Regions from separate parts of the Gossypium hirsutum genome. Here regions 2 and 3 are each linked to region 1. The links are chromatin contacts, called in public Hi-C maps. All regions are on one chromosome and are shown on one strand. Each heading gives the region's core, a stretch centred on a gene start, on an enhancer-like site or on the middle of the called end of the contact. The rest is flanking DNA. Distances are from core to core; before and after follow the strand shown.

Evidence for each region. A called contact is a pair of places that touch in the nucleus more often than the background predicts.
Region 2: a contact with region 1 is called in a Hi-C map of leaf, with 3 times the contacts expected there. The contact joins the promoter of LOC107952222 here to the promoter of LOC107951142 in region 1. A contact is called at or near these places in 3 of 34 Hi-C or Micro-C datasets (callus and leaf).
Region 3: a contact with region 1 is called in a Hi-C map of leaf, with 2.2 times the contacts expected there. The contact joins the enhancer-like site here to the promoter of LOC107951142 in region 1. A contact is called at or near these places in 6 of 34 Hi-C or Micro-C datasets (callus and leaf).

The regions. Positions count from the first base shown.
Region 1 is chrA02:44,495,590-44,498,316 of Gossypium_hirsutum_v2.1, reverse strand. It overlaps LOC107951142 (cytochrome P450 78A9), which reads left to right and starts at 1,391. Exons shown (of 2, transcript XM_016886076.2): 1 at 1,391-2,459. The coding sequence starts at 1,494.
Region 2 is chrA02:44,255,238-44,257,964 of Gossypium_hirsutum_v2.1, reverse strand. It overlaps LOC107952222, which reads left to right and starts at 1,325. Exons shown (of 6, transcript XM_016887494.2): 1 at 1,325-1,695; 2 at 1,780-1,989; 3 at 2,088-2,167. The coding sequence starts at 1,570.
Region 3 is chrA02:44,654,918-44,657,644 of Gossypium_hirsutum_v2.1, reverse strand. No RefSeq gene overlaps it. Among protein-coding and RNA genes, the nearest start is that of LOC107951143, 5.0 kb to the right of the region's middle. Within about 2 kb of position 1,329, at least 3 of the 9 cell types and tissues checked have an H3K27ac peak or open chromatin away from gene starts, as enhancers often do. A contact at or near this core is called in leaf, where this site is marked.

The DNA.
Region 1 (2,727 bases), core at 142-2,641:
TGTCCATTAACTTCCCTGTTCATTTGCAAATTGAAAAACCCTTTAAACTTTTTATTAGGTAAAAGTATATTTGAGTTACTTATAATAAGAGTCTATTTATATTTTATTTTTTTACTTAAAAAATAGGTAAATTAATTTTTATATATTAAGTCAAAGAGTAAATGAGATTTTTTAAGTTTTATTTATTTTTATTATTAAAAATTGATCACTGTATATTAACATGAGGTAAACATGACATATCTCATGTAATTGTCTAGTTATTTTATTAAGAAGGTTAATTTTAAATAATAAAAATAGATAAAAATTTTAAATAAAAAAATTAATTTATTTTTTAATTTAATATGAAAATATTAATTCATTTATTTTTAAGGGGCTGGAATATACTATTGATCGGAAAGGATGGCAACTTTGCTAGGTGTCTATGATATGGACTCAGCTTGGCCTAGGTTGTTCTAAACGCCAGCTGAATTGCGAGTGGGGCATGGGTTCCTCGAATCTCTGTTTTCCGTTATTTATGCTAGTGGCGGCGGACATTGATGTTTCAATCCTTAACTTTTCCCTTTGTTTTTATTCATGTCCATTATAGAGTTATATTTATTTTCTCATAATCACGTTAGATTATGATTAGATTTTTAAACAAAGGAACAGCTTTCTTAAATTTACTTTTTATATTTATGAAATCTTGGTTCAGAAAATATCCACATCTTTACGGCTCTTTCTTTGTGAAGTTAATAACTTTTTTTTCTTAATTATAAAATTTTAATTTTTTGGATAGTGGCTGCTAGACATGATTGTGGATTGAGGTTATTTGTTAAAACTCAAGAGTTAGTTAAATTTTTGGGGATTTAGTTAAAATTATTAGGTTCAAAAAATAAATTTAAATAAAAAGTTAGACTTAGTTCAAATTTAAACATTCAAGATTTGAGTCCAACACAAATTATTTTAATTTAATTTAAATTTATGATAATATATACTATAATAATATAAAGATTAAAAAGTGATAAGACGTCTATATATAAAACTTTAGTAAAAGATGATATATTAAATTAAAAAGTACACAAATATTTGTAAAAAAAATAAAAATAACATGTACTAAAATAAACTTAACTATTTATAAATATAGAAAGAATGAGACAAAATTTTAAATTTTTTAAGTCGAGTGGAATTTAAATAAATATAAAATATAATAAAATCAAGCTTAAATCCATCCTAACATGACTCATGAATACCTTTAATAAATACTTCTCTCAACAATATTATTACAATATTATCACAAAATTTTAAAACTTCTCTACCTAAAAATTCAAAATTCAATATTATTACAATATTTCTAGTAATGAACCTAACACATTAGCTGAGTTATTTTATTACTCCGCAAAAACCTCTATATAAACAGACCTCCCATTTCTTAGTTTAACACCAAAAACGGAAACCTTGATTCTTCATATTCTATACAAACAAACATTACCTCCCCCGCCCCAGTTTCCTCCTTCATGGAAACCAAAACTGATTGTTTCTGGGTTTTGTTTCTTGCCTCCAAATGCAAAACTTTCTCTTCCTCAAACACCATTTTGCTTCTTCTTTCCCTTTGCATGGCTTGGTTGGCCATGGCCCTCTGGTTCTGGTTCTACCCTGGAGGCCCTGCTTGGGGTAAGTACTATAGGCTGCGCCAAAAAAGAACCACAAAAACCATTATTCCAGGGCCACGAGGGTTCCCGGTTCTCGGAAGCATGGACCTCATGGTAAACCTGGCTTACCGCAAGCTTTGTTCTGCAGCCATATGTTTTAGTGCCAAGCGACTCATGGCCTTTAGCTTGGGTGATACACGGGTTATCATTACATGCAACCCTGATGTGGCCAAAGAGATACTCAACAGTTCTGTTTTTGCTGACCGTCCAATGAAACAATCAGCATACAGTCTAATGTTCAACAGAGCCATCGGCTTCGCTCCTTACGGTGTTTACTGGCGAACCCTAAGAAGAATTGCAGCGACGCATCTTTTTTCGCCTAAACAAATTATCTCCACCGCCTCACAGAGGCTTGATATTGCCTCCCAAATGGTGTCTATGATAGCAAGTCGCGGTGGGGAGTTCACTGTACGTGATATACTAAAGAAAGCGTCCCTTAACAACATGATGCGCTCGGTGTTTGGGTGTAATTATCAACTGAGTTCGTCAAATTGTGAAACCGAAGAACTGAGCCGGCTCGTTGAAGAAGGTTACGAGTTACTAGGGAAGCTCAATTGGTCTGATCATCTCCCATGGCTTGGTGGTTTGGACCTTCAAAAAATCCGGCATCGATGCTCGAGACTTGTTCCCAAAGTGAACAAGTTCGTGAAAGGAATCATTGAAGAACATAAGCTCAAAAGCGGGGAAAGAAACCATGATTTCGTGGACGTTTTACTTTCTCTAAGTGGAACGGATAGGCTCTCCGACAACGATATGATTGCCGTTCTTTGGGTAAGCAACAAGGCTTTGGAGTTATTGCCTCTTGGAAATTAATTAACTAAATTTATTTTTTAACTTATAGCACCATCTAAAAACAACTTTTTAGTCATCCCCATCCAAATAAATTTAATCCTTATATCTTCCAACTTTTAAATTAAAACTTCACATAATTATACTCACTGTTGACTTTTATAATTTTTTTTTAAAAACTAATCATTTATTTTTCATTAAAGTAAATTTATTATTATGTAATAAAATTATAGTATTTAGTTTTTTTTTA
Region 2 (2,727 bases), core at 76-2,575, 240 kb after region 1:
ACATGGATATATCCTCCCCAACCCTCTTTTTCTATCCTTCTAGTCAATAGCCAGAACCTCAACTATAGACCCCCAAGTTGAAGGGCTAGGCTCGATTCATCCAAGTAAGAGGAACATTTAGAACCGCACCCAAAAAAATACCTTAGACAAATCATAGTTGGCATGAGGGCAACCATCAATACACTCCGCCAATCGCAAAATAGAGATTTATTGAAGCTCTACCGACCTGGCTCAAAGATTTTCCTCCTATCTTCAATAGAACCAAACTTGATCAATACTAATGTGGAAGGCAAAGAAGAAAATTGTACCTTTGTTGTAGTATACCATACATTCTGAAAGACTCGAAAGAAGGCTTCCTTATTGAAGCAACTTTCAGAAACCAAAGTACCTACCACCCAAGCCTCTAGGCCAGTATGTATCAAATCCTCTTTGTCTGTTATCGACAACCCCTGCCCTTTTTCTTCAGTGAATTTCATCTTCTTCAAAAGAGCATTAATCTCGATAATTGTAAATGCAAGATAAACTAAAGAGAAACTCAAACTCAGAATTCACAAGAAAGCAGATACGTTAATTTGTACGAATGGAGAAGAATTTGACAACAAAACTTCTAATTTGCCAAAAACACTTATTGCACCTGTTTGGACAAACCCTAAATCTACACTCAGCTTTGGCCCAATCGTGCTCCCAGTTAAGCTCGCAATAGTGTAGGCTCTTTCGACCCCTTACTCCCTAATTTCGAATAAGAGTCTAAAAAAAGAATGGACTTTTGTGAAACAAGAACCAACATGAAACCCTGTCGACCACCGCACGTTGGTGTGACAACAATGACCGCTTGACTAATGTTGCCAACACCTTATACTGCCTCGCCGTCGTGAAATATGGCTAAAAATAGCCTTTATCTGCACTAATATACTTCAAATTTTATGTTTTTAAAACTATTTATTTAACTTTTTATGACTCTAATATACCTATTTATATCTATATGACATATTTTTATTTGTTTATTTTTAATATAATAATTAAATTTTAAATAGTAAAATTTCAAAAGAAACATAAATTTATCTAAAAACAATTATTTATCAAAAAAAATATAATTACTATTTTAAATTGATAAACTTTTTTACCAACATATAAAGTTAACTTTTTTATTTTTATTTTTTACCAACAAATTAAAGTTCACACTTTTTTTATATTACTTAATCCAAAAAGAAAAAATTATTTTTTAAAGTTAAATTCATTAATTCACTCAATTAACTTAATTATACAATTCATTAAAAATTAAAATTACATTTTTTATATTATTTAATAATAAAAAAACAAAGTTAACATTTTTAAAATGAACAAAAATTTAAAAAATCAGCAGGAAAGCAATCGGCAGAAACATCCAACTCCAGGCCAGGATCTGAAATCGTTGTCAACCTCCATCTTTCTCACTTGTCACCCTTCCCAAAATCCCCAGCCTTTTCAACTTCCCACTCTTTCTTTCAACTCTCGGAACCAACAAAGAGGAAAGGCGGGCGCCATACTCCTCACTCATCTGCTAATGTTTGCGGCTGCAACCACCCAACCATGATCTGCCTTTACCTTTCTCAACCCTATTCCGCTTCTTTATTTTCTTTAAACCCTTCACTCATACCCTCTTCAATACCCAAATTTAAACCTGCTTTTCATTGCTTTCCTAAAATCCACAAAAAGGTGAATTTTTTTTCTTTTTTTTATATTCTCTAGTTATTTTCTTTTTCTTTTTTTTTTTTGGTTGTTGATTATGGATTTTTACAGAAGAAGAAGATTAATAGAGGAATATGCAGAGCGGAGTTTTCACCGGATGCTCCCCTTGCGGCTGCAATCGGCGCCTGTATGCTGAGTTCACTACTTCTTCCTGCCGCCGATACAGGGGAAGTAGATGGTGGTAGTTCGATTATTGATGCAGGGGATACGAGGTTTGCGGCTATGGGAATTATTAGTTTTATCCCTTACTTCAATTGGCTGGTTAGACATTGAAATTCTCACTTTTTTTTTTTTTTGAAGAGGGAAGTGGGGTTTCGTTTTAAATTGCTAACTTTTCTTTTTGGTCTATGATTTGATAGAGCTGGGTTTTTGCTTGGCTTGATTCTGGAAAGCGGCGCTACGCCGTGTATTCTGTTGTATACTTGGTTCCTTACCTCAGGTATCACTTTTACGGAGTACCACATTGGAATGAATATCCAAATTATTCTATCTTTAAAATGCTTATCTTGCTTTAGTTTGAGAGCTGCAATGATGTCAAACCTTGGGTCTAATGGAGGCAGTGCAAAGTCCATTGACTTCAACGTTTCATCTACATAAACTTAGACTTTGTTAGAAATGATTTTGGGTGCGATAATAATAGCATTGAGCTGAAATATGTAAGTGCAAGGGTCTACGTTGGGACTTGGTAGTCTCCTTTTATCTTCATGAAATGAGATAAGAGGTTAGGATTGTTTCCGAGTCCCTTTCCCAGGAGCGACTGCCTTGCCTTTCTCGGGAACTTATCTGGGTGATGATTGTTATGGTTTAATCATGTTTTGACAGTAAAATCATGTTCATCAGTCTTTGTCTACCTCTGCAAAGGACAATGAACTGGAATGCTTGTAAGTTGTTACCGGATTACTTGTTATGCCTCTTTCTGTGAGTTTCAAGTTTTAATTTCTAAACTCAAACAAGGCAATCTAACTTCTTTTTATCTGTTCATACAAAGTTATAAGTTAT
Region 3 (2,727 bases), core at 80-2,579, 160 kb before region 1:
TCCCTTATTGAAAACAAAACTAACATTTTTAATTAGGTTAAAATTCGTTATACGTTCATATACTCTTTGCAAATTTGAAATTTTTTTTTTATCTTGAGTAGACTTGTTAATGGATTGGGTGGTCTGCCGTCATAAGTTTGGGCAAAATTTTTTGTCTTCGATAAGTAATTTTTAAAAGATTTTTATTTAAATTTAATTATAAAAATATATAATATTAATATAAAATTATAGATTTTAAATATTTTATTTTTTAAATAGTGAAATGAGTTATTTGAGCATGTTAGATTGAACTAGATTCAAAATTTAAAAATTTTCTAAATCAAGTCGCAACTTAACCTAATTCAACCCATAAATATTTCTAATCTTAAATCCCGTTGTTACTCCTGGCTTCTCCCCTTGAAATATTTGCAGAAATTGGTGTTTGTTTTGAATTGCGAAAGGGGTTTTTAAATTAATTGGAAAAGGTTTGAAATTTGAAACTAAAGCTATCTTTTTCTCTTGAAGTGTAAAAAATTAAAATATAATACGTGTTTTTGGGCAAAACAAATATAAGTTTAAGGAACAATAAAGAAAAAAAATTGGGCTTGAATCTAATTGGGTGAAGCTTTTAGAAAAAAATTATAAGATTTTTTGGAAAAATAATATAGAAATAATAAATAAATAGAGTTAATTGCACTAAACATCTTAAAATTGTGACATTTATTCTAAATTAGTCCCTAAACTTTAAAACATTCTATTACATTCCCAAACTATCGATGTTATATTAATCAGGTTCTTCTATTATCAAAACCATTAAATGACATATCAAATCTTATGTTACATAATTTAAAATAAATTTTTTAAAGAAAAGTAAAATGTTACCATATAATATTTAAAAGTTAAAACTAAAAATAAAGTAAAACTAAAAAAAAAAATGCCAGAGAGTGAATAGTTAAAATTTTGTAAAAGTTTCGAAAACCTTAAAACTGAGATATTTACAACATCCATTTTTACAATAGTCATTTTTTTTCCTTTAAATTTTTTATTTTAAACTATACCACATAGGACTTGAGATCTCAATTGATGGTTAAATTAATGATTTTAATAATTGAATGCTCTTATTCATATAACCTCAATAATTTGAAGATATATTTAGAATGCTTTAAAGTTTGAGGACCAATTTAAAATAAATGTTATAATTTTAGGATGTATAGTGAAATTAACTCATAAATAGATAAGGATGGAATTGGGCTTCAATCTAATTGGATCTAAGGAGTGAATTGTATTTTATTTAATGGGCTAATCCAAGTTTAAAATTGGGCTGAACCAAACTTCTTGAAAACATATATGTTAGCATACAAACACAATACTCCAAAGCCTATACATATTGCACACAGAAGAATGGGATTCCATTACATTACACCAACATAATCAATTATTTGGCTTTGTTTTCAGCCTTTCGTTTAATTTTTAATTTTTTATTTTTTAATTCTTAAATTTGTATTTTTTTTCAAATCATCTCAAAATTGATGGAAAAGTTAACCTTTATTAACATGACATACATGTGGCCTGCCACTTGAATGACATGTAAGCATTTAATTAATTTTTTAAAATTTAAAAAATATATATATTTTTTATACTTTTTTAAATAATTTTAATAATTTTTAATCTTTTTAAAAATAATTCTTATATATTTTTTGAATTTTTAAAATTTTAAAAAATTAATTAAATGCTGACATGTCCTCCACATGGAAATCTATGTGTATGCCATGTCAGTAAAGTTAAAAACGCTGACTTTTCTATCTATTTTAGAGTGATTTGGAATAAAAGTAAATTCAATGTCTAAAAAAGATAAAAAATTAAATAAAAGACTAAAATAATATATTTTTTTTAATTGGAAGGAAAAAAATTATTATGCAAAAAAGAAAAGAAAAGAACAGCAATTTGATCAAGGTTGCACCACATTGCATGGCTTGAAATTAGATTCTTTGGTTTTGCTTTGGAAATGCAAAAAGATATGTAGAGCATATGCCAGGGGAGTTACATAAGCTGACAATGATGCATGTACTAGATTTGTAGCTAGATTATGGAATAGAATCTAAGGTTTTTTTTTATTAAAATAACTTAAAAATTTAATTAATTATTAAAATGACTTATTTTTTTAATTAAATATGAAAATAACTTAAAATTTACAGTAAAAATTAGTGGAGTCAAATCATTTGGCTCCACTAAAATGCCACGTCAACTTCCATGTAAAAAAATTAATTTTTTTGATAGAGCCATTTAGAATTGCGCCACCAGCCTGACAGCCACCTTGTTATTTTTTTTACATTGTTTTTTTATTACTTTTTTTACTTTTGTCATTTTCTTTTACTTTTTTTAAGTTTTGTCTTTATTTTTTTATTATTAATTTTAAAAAATTTGAAATGCATATTTGAAATATTTTATAATATATAGTTTTAAAATTTTAAATATATATATTTGAAATTATTTTTCTAAATTTTAAATATTATTTTTTAATAATATAAAACATTTAAATTTTTTAAAGATATGACCTTTCATATTTATTATTAGTTTTATAATATTTTAAATGTATATTTTAATTTGTTTTATAATTTTTTTAATTATGATTTTTAAATTATTTTTAAACATATTGAAACCTTTTTTAAAAAAATGTTTGAATATCTTTAAAATTAATTTTAAAATTAATAATTTATAAAAATTTTATATTTAAAATTTAAAAATATT